2 separate regions of the Rattus norvegicus genome follow, and region 1 is linked to region 2. Evidence: chromatin contacts called from public Hi-C data. All regions are on one chromosome and are shown on one strand. Each heading gives the region's core, a stretch centred on a gene start, on an enhancer-like site or on the middle of the called end of the contact. The rest is flanking DNA. Distances are from core to core; before and after follow the strand shown. Region 1 has its middle 110 kb from the start of N6amt1. Region 2 has its middle 520 kb from the start of N6amt1.

Region 1 (6,637 bases), core at 1,331-3,830, 410 kb after region 2:
CGAGCCAGCGGGGTCCCCATTGTGAGGCCAGTATTACAGTCAACGGATTCTCTTCCTGAACCCCTAATAACTTCTCCAGACACCCTAGCTCCACTAATTACAAATGCATTTACACTCTCTGCCCCTTTTCTCTCTCTGACCCCCTTTGTTCTCCCTAACCCTTTTCTCCCTCTTTCCCCTCCCCCCCCCAGCTGTTCCCGGAGCGTGCTCTCTCTCTCTCTCTCTCTCTCTCTCTCTCTCTCTCTCTCTCTCTCTCTCTCCCTCTCTTGCTCTCTCGCTCTCTCATGCTCTCTCGCTCTCTCGTTCTCTCTCTCACTCCCTCTCTCTCTTGCTCTCTCGCTCTCTCATGCTCTCTCGCTCTCTCGTTCTCTCTCTCTCTCGCTCTCGCTCTCGCTCTCGCTCTTGCTCTCTCTCGCTCTCTCGCTCTCTCATGCTCTCTATCTCTCGTGCTCTCTCGTTCTCTCGCTCGGTCTCTACTCCCTTCTCAACTCCCCTTCCCATGCCCATAAATAAACTCTATTCTATCCTTTAAAAACAAACGAACGAACAAAGACAAACACATTTACATTCTGCAGTTTTACAGAGTGAGAATTCAACATCATAACTGGGCCAGGTTGGGGAGGACACCATTCAGTCCCCGAAACAAAATATGAAACTGGATAAGGCTCCTGTCTATTGCTTGAACCCAAACTTTACAGAACATGGACAGTTATAAGACCTCGGGATATCAGGAAAGAAAAGCCCAGAGAAAGAAGAAGGGGTTGATGGTAATTGGAATCTAACAGTGTCCGATGAGGACTTCATCGGGTTAAGACATTCGCTCCCTTGTCTTAGGAGTCCAGACGACGGATTATGAGGTGGGAGGGAATGGGTGAGGGGAGTTGCTCGCTCGATAAGAAAGCAAAAGACAAAAACCAGCTCAGAAAGGAAAGAGGAGCAGACGCGAGGGGCGGACTTGGAGGAGCCTCATGACGCAGACGGTGAACAATCCCTGAAAGAAGGTCCATCTTTTTCTTTTCCGTGTCGTTTCTGTAGCCGGTAAATGGTGCTTTGAAGCTACAGTGTCATCAAGGACACAGAATGTCCTGTAATTCTGAAGTTGTCGAAGAATGAGACAGTAAGTCAACGCCAGTAGATACTCCTCCCAATGCATTCCTCCACTACTGCGTCAGACCTACGAGCTGTTGCTGGACACTGCCCCCTCCATTGGTTATTTTATTTATTACATTTCAAATGTTACCCCCTTCCCAGTTTCCCTCCGCAAACTCCCTCTCCCGTACTCCCCATGCTCCTACTTCTATGAGGGAGCTCCCCAACCCATCTGCTCACGCCTACCTCGCTATCCTAGCGTTCCCCTACGTTGGGACATCGAGTCTCCACAGGACCAAGGGCCTCCCCTCTGTTACTGGACACTGTTAACACCCCATCGCTGAGCACTTTCTGGGCAGTGAGTAACCTAGAGTCATTTCTTACTCGCCTAAAAGTGGGGCTCCGCGCTCTGAACACGCACCCATCAGCCTTCCCTGCCTGCGCCAGTAGAGGACTTTTGTGTGAATTTATTATTTCGTAATACAGTGAGTCACAGCCTCTGTACATTATAACCCTTCTCATGTGTGAAGCTTGTGCTGGGAGTTTGCAGATATCGTTTTTTTGTTGTTGTTGGTTTTTTTTTTTTTTTTTTGGTTCTTTTTTTTCGGAGCTGGGGACCGAACCCAGGGCCTTGCGCTTCCTAGGTAAGCGCTCTACCACTGAGCTAAATCCCCAGCCCCCAGATATCGTTTTATAATAAGCTTCAAGACTCTTCTAACTCACGTGTGTATATATCGAAAGCAATCTTAGACAGATTCGTCATAAAATGTATAAATCTGGTTTTGTTTTTGCTTTGCTTTGCTTTCTGTGTTTTGTTGAGATAAGGTCTCCTGTTGATTGGTCTCAACTTTGTTATACAGATGAGGCAAACTTTGAAGTAGGAACCTGTTTGTACCTCACTACACAGTCTGCTGCTTTTAGACGACCTCCTAGACTGCAAGACGGAAAGACTAAATTATGAACCAAACACGTTTAAAAAAATTGACTTGCAATTTTACAGCAGCTGATATACTCTAACAGCGAGGATATTTCACTTCCATTCACACCCTGATTAGTTGTTTCTGGTTTGCTGATAACGTCAAATCACACCATTCACTGTATGAATAATTCAAAGTTTAGGTGTTCGAGTCGGCCTCAAGAAACTGAAGTATTAACTTAATCAGCCGCTGTTGTCACAATGTGTTCTTCATTAATGAAGACGTTCAAGGACAGAATGGTGGCTCCTTTGACCGTTATTCCCACTCACAGGAGTGGAGCAGACATGATTTTAGTACTTCTTATGAGCTTATAAGGTAATGGCACAGGTGGATCTCTGAGTTCAAGGCCACTCTGGAGTACCCAGCAACAGCCAGGACAACCAGAGCTACCCAGAGAAACCTTGTCTCCAAAAAGAGGAAAAAAAAAAGTTTACAAGATAGACTCAACTGCATTTTATGGTGCAATGATACCATCTGGTGGCCACTGTGAAATATGTCCATTTTCAAGAGACAACTCAAAACTATATACCTAGGATCCTTTCATTGGTCAGCCCGGAAGCAGACACAACGATTTGTAGGTGTAGACAGAGTAGATTCTGACACTCATGCATCTTTACTTCCTAAAAAATGTACCCCTCCGAACACGGACGTGGGGCAGGGGAAACCCTGGCCTGCCTGACCATTTAGAGAACTCCTCCCTGAACTTCTGGCTGTGCTTCCACACACACTAAGAGGTCACCCTGTTCTCCCTGCTGCCTGTCCTCTTTGTCACCTCACTACCCATTCTGCTTCATTCTAACTATTGTGGAGTTGCTCGTCTACCTGAGGTCTTAAAGAATAAGAAAAGCAAAATGTTTTATTATTCCATCAGCTGTCATTCGTATTTGATCAGGTTCCCAACCTGTCACAAGCCACATCTCAGCAAGAATAATAAGGAAAGGAATTTTAAGCCCATGGCTAACTTTCAAATCTTAGCCTAACTGCCCTCAAGAGCAGCAGTGTTTTTCCAATGTTGGAGCTCCAGCGCCACCTTCAGGAAGCTCCGGGTAATGGCACTTCAAAAACCATTAACCCTGGTAGGGAACCCGGTTGGAGCTGGACAGACAACTAAGGAGCGAGTGGCGTTTAGCTTACTTTCTTTTGCTAAATCCATAACATTTTCTATGTGACTCAGTCAAGTTGCAGGGGCATGACAGTAACTAAGACCGAATCTGTAGTGTAGGCGTGTATAATATCTAAAGCTTACAAACGCTTTAGACAGCATACCTACAGAATTAATCTAAATGGTCATCAGAAGAACATACTCATGCTACACCCTACCCCGAGTAGATAGAGCTGACATTTTTATGCGGATGGGGTTGTGTGTATCTTGTCACTGTTGACATGTTTACACATTTTAGGATTACCTCTCATTTACTTTACAGAGGAAGAAACCGAGGTCCTTGGAGGTCGCCCGGCCCATAGCCACACATCCAGCATGGCCTTGTGACATCTGACTTCAGAGTCAGTGGTTCTTAGCGCTGGGTTCATTCTCCCTTTCCAGTAAGCTAGCAGATAGCAAGGAAGCGTGATGCTGGGCGGTAGGAATTCTGACACCCTGTGTCCATCCAACAAAAGCTGCTAGGTTTGGCACATGGAGGAGACTCCACGTATAAAGGTGCGGCGTGGACGCCTCCTGACCTGAGTCCAGGCCCTGAATCCCACAAGGCAGGGGAGAAAGCAACTCCTAAGAGTTGTCCTCTGAGCTCTATACACATGCCTGCTCTTTAAGACACGCGTGCGCAGAAGAAAAACAACTAAATAAAAAAAATATTTCAAAGTAAGAAAGAAAATGATTTTTCTCCTTTCAGTACGTGCTGACAAAGAGGAGCTGTTTTGGCACTGAGTACTCTGAGAGATGAAATTAAACTCTGCCCGATCTAAGTAAATGTTTGATCTGCTCGTGTGATGATCTGTGGAGGGCGTTCCAGAAAGAAATGAAGAGCTGGTGCAAAAGCCCTGAGAGGAAAGGCATCTGGCTGCCGGAAAAGCATAGACAACGTTCATGATAGGAACAAAAAGCTGGAGAGGGGAGCTCCAGAGTCAGACTCACTGAAACACAGAGGGCCAGCCCAGTAAGCCCGACCATAATGGAGCAGGGCGATATATTAGATAAGAAGAAAAGCCTTTGGACGGTGTGAAGCCTAGAAAAAGGGGGGTCACCCTGCTGCCACTAAGGGAAATGCCATAGATGCTTGTAATAGAGCAGAGAGAGAAGATGGTGGTCTTGAGTAGCGGCAAAGGCTGTAGGACCCAAGGCACAATGTATAAGGTGCAGATGTGCTGAGAGAAGGGGAGCTGCGTGGGTTGACAGGGTGCCTGGCTACGGGAGGCTCCTCTGATGCACGGAAGCCAGAGCTGTGTATCAGACCCAGAATGGGGTTCCAGTATCTTGGCAATGGCTTGGTTAACCCTGCCATTGAACCTGACCAAGGACCCACATTCCAATGTGTCAAAAAATGCAAAAACGGGACTACAAAGGCTCGGTGTCTCTAGCTATAATTAGCACCATGGGCCACTGGGTAAGTATGGAAATATGCATTAAAATTAACTTGATCTTGTATAGAGAAATGGAGGTAAGGATGTGGGTATTTTCAAAACATTTTCCTTCGAACCAGTCTCTATCCAGGACTGAACTTGTTGGGCTCAGTTCTTTGCTTTTCTGATTAATACTAGAAATTTCACGTGAGTTTTGAGAGTTAGTGCTGTAATATCTGTTGTTTTAAAGATTTGATTCTTGGAGCTGGACAGATAGCCCAGCAATTAAGAGCACTGGCTTCTTTTCCAAAGGACCTGGGCTCAACTCCCAGCACTCACATGGCAGCTCACAACTCCCTGTAACTCTGGTCCCAGGGGAACCAACAGGCACATGTGTAGGTTAAATACTAACATACACAAAATAAAAATCATTTACTTTTAAAATATTTGTTTCTTTTTGTTTTATGTGGTTTTGTTTTCCCTGCGTGTTTGTGTATATACCATGCGCATGCCTGCTGTCCGAAAAGGGCGGAACCGGATGTCAGATCCCTCCGACCTGGACTCACAAATGTGTGAGAGACACATTGTGGGTACTGGAAAACAAATCTGTATCCTCTACAAGAGCAGCCGCCGGCCCTCATAACCACTGAGACTTCAGCTGCCCTAATATCCGTTTTGTAATGGTGTCTGTTGCTGTTTGGTTATTGCTGTTGGCTGTGGGCATTGCTATAATCCGTTGTGGTTTTAAGAGGATCTGAAGAATTCATAAAGATTCTTGAATGCAGCACTTCGATGGACATATGAGACAGAAAAAGTTGTTTCATCCTCTGGAAAGGCACGATTATCCACTCCACAGAGCTAACCTGCACTTAAGAGTCTAGCCCCTTTCCACTGTCCGCAAGAGGCTGTAAGGACTGGGAATGGTACTGCCCTGTTCTCAGAGCTTCTACAAAATTTCCATTCAATTTCCTCCGAAGACTTGGAGAACAACTGAATTATTCATGTTGCCCCAAACCATCAAGACATATGCTCCACTAAATGATTGCTATTTGGGCAAATTATTCCATACTTTTTTACACTTTCCTCTTTAGCTTGTCTCTTATTGTCTTCAGGGGAACAGATTTCCTTTAATCACTCTTCTTCCTCTTCTTCTTCCTCTGTTTCTTCTTCTCCTCCTCCTTCTCCTTCCTCTTCTTCCTCTTCTTCTTCCTCTGTTTCTTCTTCTATCCTCCTTCTCCTTCCTCCTCTTCCTCCTCCTCTTCTTCTTCTTCCTCCTCCTCCTCTTCCTCTTCCTCCTCCTCTTCTTCCTCCTCCTCCTCTTCTTCCTCCTCCTCCTCTTCCTCCTCCTCCTCCTCTTCTTCTTCATCTCCCCAATGTATTTTTCAGTTTGCCAAATTATAACTATAGTTTTATTGGAAATAGATTTTTCTATATAATATACCCTGATTATTGTTACTCCCTCTACTCCTCCAAGTTTCTGCCCTCCTCTCCTCCCACTCCCTTTCTGTCTCTCATTAGAAAACAGACAGGATCCTAAGAGATAACAGAAAAATAAAATATTATGAAACAAAAACTGACATATCATAATAGGACAAAACAAACAATCAGAAGGAAAATAACCCAGTAAAAGGCATAAGAAACAGATGTATAGATACAAAAACCCACATATTTGCACACTCAGTAATTCTATAAAACACTAAACTAGAAGTCATAATATATACACAAAGGACTTGTAGGGCAAAAGATACAATTAAAAATAATTCTTTTAAGAAAAACCCAATACGACATTATGAGACAAGGAACCTACGAGGTTGCCACTGAGTTTGTTTTCTGTGCCCATCCTCTGCTGGGCATGCAGACTACCCTTAAGAGTCATTTGTTTCCCCATGAGACTTCCTTGAAGTCTTATCAATTGCAGATATCTTCTGGGTCAGGGACAGAGCCATGTGCCTAGTTCTCCTTTCAGTTCTAGGTCCCCATCTGGTGCTGACCCATGAAGGCCGTGCGCATGCTGCTTCAGTTTCTGTGAGTTCATCCCTGTTTCAGTCCGGCAG
Region 2 (6,723 bases), core at 2,400-4,899:
GTAGCAATGAATATCCTAGTAAGATCAACAGTTGAAGGGGAAGCCCTGGGTCCTGCTAAGACTGAACCCCCAGTGAACTAGATTGTTGGGGGGAGGGCAGCAAGGGTGGGAGGATGGGGAGGGGAACACCCATAAAGAAGGGGAAGGGGAGGGATTAGGGGGATGTTTGCCCGGAAACCGGGAAAGGGAATAACACTCAAAATGTATATAAGAAATACTCAAGTTAATTAAAAAAAAAAAGAATTTAGGAGTGTTCCTTTGGTTTTTGGTTTTGTTTATTTTCATTTAAATCATTTTAATTAAAATATAATTAAACCCGCTTCCTCTATTTTGATTCCTCCCTCCCATTCCTAACATATACATGGACTTAAACAACCTATGGAATTTGTCTAGTGTGTGTGATTTCAGCCTGACTTCATTGTCTTGGATAACCAGTTAGGGCCTTCATCTCTGGGAGAGGCTATTTCTCACTCTTGCTTATAAACTGTCTGTAGTTGTTCCTGCACGAGTGGACCATCCTGGGATTTTTCTCCTTCTTTATTAGCATGTCTGCTGGAACTGTCATTATTTGAGTCTTATTAAACAGCTATACTGTTGAATTCTCAACAGTAACTTTCCTGTTGATTCTAGGTGTCATAATCGCAAAGCAGATAGCCAGGTTCTCTAGCTCTGACCATTTTTTTTCTGCCTCCTCTTCTGTGGTATTCCCAGTAGGTTTTCTTCCAGGGTCCATGATCTGGATAGTTAGCTAGACTGCCAGTAGCACGCATGAGTTCCCTCTCACTGAGTATATTCTAAATCTAACTTCACAGAGGTTGGCTACCATCAGGACATGAGTGCCAGTGCTGTATGTTTAGGGATGCCTTGACATGGTGATCCAAGTTACAGTTTACAGGTGTCACAACTGGATAAGGCTACTGACTCCCTCCCTCCCTTGGCAAGTTGCATAGTACTTTCTGGTACTAAGGAAACTCATCCACGGGAAGAAGTACATCAGGTTACATGCAGTTAGTATCATCTGGATCCCATAACCTAAGGGTGGTCCCTTCTGAGACTTCAACCTCTGGGATGCATCATCCCAACCCAACAGTTGCCTACATTATTTTGGGAGTCACCTGAACTATCGGACAATAGTTCAATATCTTGAAAGAAGGTTTTCAAATATCTTGAAAGAAGGTTTCTCGTGCCTGCCACTGGGGATTTTGTTAGATACTTTGTCAGAAATGCAATAGTCCTGTTAACGGCATCTAAGTATATCAATCTGCTACCAAACATTTGTCTTTTCATAAGCATTCACAATGGAAGATGAATGGCAGTTGTTTATAGCCATTCAACAGCAGGAGTTATTTTTTTCCAAGTTTTACTCACCTTTAGGTACCTTTTCTGACAAGCTTTACAATTCCACCCAAGTAAATATTTTATAGTGTAGCAGGGCTTCATAAATACTTTTATTACTCTAACCCTTTCAGATAAATTTAAGTAAACATTCTTATGCTGGGCCTATAGAAATAATCAAGACTGACCTCAGGTTGCGTATTTTTATACACTGTCAACTTGAGTGCACGGCCTTCACGATGGTATTTCCCCCAGCCATAGGTATTACATTTGCTTCATTATAGAGGTTTAATTTATTATAGAAAAGCTGATATTAACCCGCACGTAAAATCTCGAGTGAAGTGGTGCTCCAAATGATGTCTGTTAAAAATCTGAATGTTAAAACAGTTTCAAACGTTTTAAGAACCTCATTGTAACAAGCAGATTTGCTGCTAAATCACAAGAATAATTAAGAGACTACTAGTGACTTACAAAAGATATAGTGAAACAATAGTAAAAGTTGCTAAAAGTTCTACTTTTTTCTGTAAGGTGAAAACCAGCACAATAGGATTACTCTAATGTGTATTCTTTGCTCACTCCACAAAACTCGGAGAGCATGTAGCATGTCTCCAACTGTTCTTAGTTCATGATAGCTACTTTTTAGCAACTTGTCTAAACGTTGAGTACACTAAGAGTCAAATGGTTCTGAAAAGTCATTCTGCCACCTTGCGTTGATTCTGTATTGTCAGGGCAGCTTTGTGCTTCTGGGAAAATCACCAGAAATTTTCTGCCAACAGGAAAACCGTAACTCTGAATCAGAATTCTAGAATCATCCTGGGCTCGTTCCCCCTTCCCCCCCATTCTGTATTATTATTTCCAAGTTTTCACGAGCCAATCACAGATACTTGTAGCTCAATTGATCCTTATGCCAGAGTAAGGATTCGTTTCTCAGTGTTTTTATGAAGATTTTGAAAGACAAACAACAAAACTTTAATTGAAACCATATGTGACTCTGTAAAAAAAAAGTTTTCTTACATATTCTTAATCGAATGACTAATTGATACATGAAAGCATACATACTGTATTTTGCCACATTTTAATAAAATAAAAACAAAGGAAAAGCAAGATAATATTTTTAAATCTTTTGTGTAACTGGTGAAAAACCAGTGTGTGTGTGTGTGTGTGTGTGTGTGTGTGTGTGTGTGTGTGTGTGTGTGTTGAACTCAGAAAATTAGGAAAAGCAAAACTCCAAACTTCCCTAAAATAGAAGAAAAAGTAAAATAACCCAATAATAACAATAGATTGCCACGAACCTAGTTGACCATCACCACCTAGCACCACAATCCTACTGCACTTGTGAGAACACAATATGTACCCCCAAGGTTGACTCGGGGCATCTTCACAACAGTTGACCTCACTTTCTTTAGTCACATCTTTCCTTGATATTCGGGCTGCTGGACTTTTTGTATCATTCTGTTCCCTACTACTGAATCTTGAAGGTCGTGGAAGAAATACATCAGAAATGTATAGATATGGCAGTTGGGGTGGTAAGGAGAAGGTGGTTATTGTACTAGTCAGACTCTTAAAGGGCCCACTCCCTCTGCTTCCACAAGGACTTTTAACTTACCACAAAGCAACTGATTTTGTGACTACATCCTTCTGAGGAAATGGCCAATGTGAACGGTGTGCTACTGCCATCTTGTGTCCAAGAAGAGCCCCTCTGTTCCTGTGGAGTGCTAGTTGGAGTGAAAAATTGAGAAAAGTTCTGAAACTAGCCTTCGAGCTTCTGCAGTAGCATTTAGGAGGGAGACCTCCACTTCAGGCTGTGGTCCCCATGAAGAAGCAGTTAAACTCCAGAACACATGACATTCTTGAAGTCACCACTGTGTCCATGATTTAACCTGTTCCCCATGGACTTTTACTCTGAGACGATTCTTTTACAGTTTCAAGCAGAAATTGGAAGTCAGAGAAAGTGACAGACGAAGGCAAGAGAATATCACTAATCATTAGAAACTACATGGAATTTTCAAATTTTAGAGCCATAACATTTTCTCTAAGTTTTAGTGCATTATTCACCCAATAAAGTCAACGCTTCAAAAACTTTCTGCTTGGGGTGCTTAGATTTAGAAAAAAGCTTAAAGCCATAAACACTTTTAAAATGCTTTGATTCGTTACATGAAATCAAAAGTATTTTCGGCATGTTGTTAAATGTCAGGCATGTTGCTGAGGGGATTTCCCTATTGTACATAAATATTCAAAAGGTGACTTTAGTTCTTAGCTATTCTCAAAATCTAAGCAGCGTAAGAACAGTCACGGATATTAGAAAGAGCATCGGAATGTCCCAGCGTTAATCTGCCAACCCAGCATGAACTTTCGGTATCCTCGAAATGCTAAGTACATGAGAGAGAATTCCTCCACTCTGGAGAAATAAACGTGTCCCAAATCTCAGTAGAGAGACAAAGTATTACACTACTCTGTCACTCAGTACTGAGTCCACAAAATTATATCAGCTATAGAAGCAACACCAGATATTATGGAGTGTGTCCAGTCATACCGTGAATTCTGTGCCTGAAGGTTTCTGAGGTAATCTTTTGGCAGAAAAGGGATTTTGAGAACTGGTCTTGGCTTTGCATTTGAGATCACGGACTGTGATAGGTGTTTTCAGGGCAGGCACCGCCCACTGCTAGATACATCTGCCTGGCTGCAAGCTGCTCGTCTTCAGAGGGAGAACTGGGTCTCTATTATCATCACTTCCATTATCTGAATCAATCTATTCTTGCTTTTAGATTTTGATCCTACAGTCAGTCTCCTATTAGACAGGCTTTGCCAACACATCCATACAATGTGATGTTAATATAAAATGGAGCTTCTGATAATACAAAATGAGCGGATTTCCAGGCTAACCGTGACCCATTGATCCTTCCCCTAACAAACACGTCTGAGGTCAGGGCCCTTGTACCTGTGCAAGTCCTTGCCAGTAAGAAGGCTAACAGGCTGAGCCGGCATAGACGTTAGGCTGCATTGTTCTAGGCTTGCCCATCTGATATTCCTGACTCAAAGGAAGAGCTGCAGGAACTGATATAATTTTGGAGAGCCGTACTTCCTTCCACTTCATGGTTCTTGACCAATGAAAACAAAGCAGCACCGCCACCACCAGATTTGCTTAGAAATCATTAAAACAGACTAAGTATATAAAACTTTTCTTGCGGACATTACCAGCACATTACCCCCCAACAAGTCTACCCATCTCTGTGAAGTCAGTAAATCTCCTGCAGCACTCAGATGTCGACAGTGGATTCCATTACTTTTTTTTTTTGATATTTTTTATTTACATTTCAAATGTTATGCCCTTTCCCAATTTCCCGTCCACAAGCCCCCTATCGCATTCCCCTCCTCATTCTTTTATAAGGGTGTTCCCCTCCCCAATCACCCCCTTCCTGCCTCCCTGCCCTGACATTCCCCTATACTGGGCGGTTCCAGCCATGGCAGGACCAAAGGCTTCTCCTCCCATTGGTGCCCAACAAGGTCATCTTCTGCTGTATATGCAGCTGGAGCCATGGGTCTGTCCATGAGTGCTCCTTGGGTAGTGGTTTAGTCCCTGGAAACTCTGGTTGGTTGGTATTGTTGTTCTTATGGGGTTATAAGCCCCTTCAGCTCCTTCAATCCTTTCTCTAACTCCTCCCATTCTCAATTCAGTGGTTTGCTGCTAGCATTCACCTCTGTATTTGTCACGCTCTGGCTGAGCCTCTCAGGAGACGCCATATCAGGCTCCTGTCAGCATGCACGTCTTGGTTTCATCAATATTGTCTGGTTTTGGTGGCTGTATGTGTATGGGCTGGATCCCCAGGTGGGGCAGACTCTGAATGGCCATTCCTTCAATCTGTGATCCAAACTTTGTACCCATATCTCCTACTATGAGTATTTTCCCCCTTTTAACAAAGACTGAAGCATCCACACTTTGGTTGTCCTACTTTCTTGAGCTTCCTGTGGTCTGTGGATTGTATCTTGGATAATTCGAGCTTTGGGGCTAATATCCACTTATCAGTGACTGCATAATTGCACACCCTGTGTTTTGTTCTGTGATTGGATTTCCTCATTCAGGATTCCATTACTTTGGAAGCTTTAAAAATGCAGCCATGGTTTATTATACTGACATTGAAATGCCCCATATTGCTGCATGATCTTCAAGAACAGAATTTAGAAGTGTTAGATATTCCTTTAGAACTTTTAGACCCAAAGTTTCTCTCTCTCTCTCTCTCTCTCTCTCTCTCTCTCTCTCTCTCTCTCTCTCTCTCTCTTTTTAACACACACACAAATACTTTCCTATCTATGAATACCATAATGAAATTATGGTAATGAAATATGTAAACATGTAAAATAAAAAGAGGTTTTGAAATCCATAACAGTGGAAACTCTAACTGCTATAAAACAATACTACTGAGGTGGTTGATTCTGACTCCTGAAAATGACCAGAAGCATCAGGTTTTTTTGTTTTGTTTTGTTGCCTATTCATTATCCATATTATATGTTGCCATGGCTGGTCTTGGTTGTCAACTTTGGATAAAATTGAATTTATTAACAGGATAGTTTTGTAGAAAGTTAGACCACCGTGTGGCAGCACAGGTGCTGTTGAAACCTACACTAAGACTAGGAGGAGGCTCAAGGGTCACTGAGGTCATCACTTTCAAAAAATAAATATGGGTTTTGGGAGACTGGGTTGATTTGAATGCATGCACTAGACCCTTGAGCCCTTTGCCTGGTTTGAAAAATGACTGTTGGGCACACTCTAGATTCAAACCCATCAATTTGTCTACTAAGGCCCAGCTTACATAGAAATACGTGTTGGCAGTTCTTACCCTGTGAATTAAATCTCTTCTTGATAAAGTCAGCCTGCCTCCAGCATTCAAAATACTGAGTTTGAAAGGATATACTTTGAGCAGATGACACCTTCCTACTAGACATTTGGAATGCAGAAGAAATGGTTTAAAATCAGAAACCAAACTCCAAAAAAAAAAATTACAAGTTTATTCTAAACTGTACCCAGATATATTATTTCAAATTTACCAAAACATTATTTGTGTGTTTTCAGCAAGAACAAAAACAATAAACATGTGAATATAAACAGCATTGGAGAGGAGGGGTTAGTCGGGAGGCCTCAACCCTACACAAAAACTGTAGGAGACTAAGAGATGTTAAGAACAGTAAGAAACAGTCTTCCCCAGGAAAGAGCACACCAATTGGTTTTTCAGTGCCAAATTGTCAGCCCTGAAAACGTACACACAAGTAACATGATACAGACTGAATAGACTATACATACGTATAATTAGTGAGAAATAGGCTGTAAATTTGATAAAGAGCAAGCACACAGGTATGAGAGGGTTTAGGGAGAGTAAAGCGAAGGGCAAACGA

The links. A called contact is a pair of places that touch in the nucleus more often than the background predicts.
Region 1: a contact with region 2 is called in a Hi-C map of the A7r5 cell line, with 11 times the contacts expected there. The contact joins two enhancer-like sites. A contact is called at or near these places in 8 of 12 Hi-C or Micro-C datasets (the A7r5 cell line, Schwann cells, frontal cortex and 3 more).

Annotation. Positions count from the first base shown.
Region 1 is chr11:39,959,976-39,966,612 of GRCr8, forward strand. No RefSeq gene overlaps it. Among named protein-coding and RNA genes, the nearest start is that of N6amt1, 110 kb to the right of the region's middle. Within about 2 kb of position 2,581, at least 8 of the 93 cell types and tissues checked have an H3K27ac peak or open chromatin away from gene starts, as enhancers often do. A contact at or near this core is called in the A7r5 cell line, where this site is marked.
Region 2 is chr11:39,546,987-39,553,709 of GRCr8, forward strand. No RefSeq gene overlaps it. Among named protein-coding and RNA genes, the nearest start is that of N6amt1, 520 kb to the right of the region's middle. Within about 2 kb of position 3,650, at least 9 of the 93 cell types and tissues checked have an H3K27ac peak or open chromatin away from gene starts, as enhancers often do. A contact at or near this core is called in the A7r5 cell line, where this site is marked.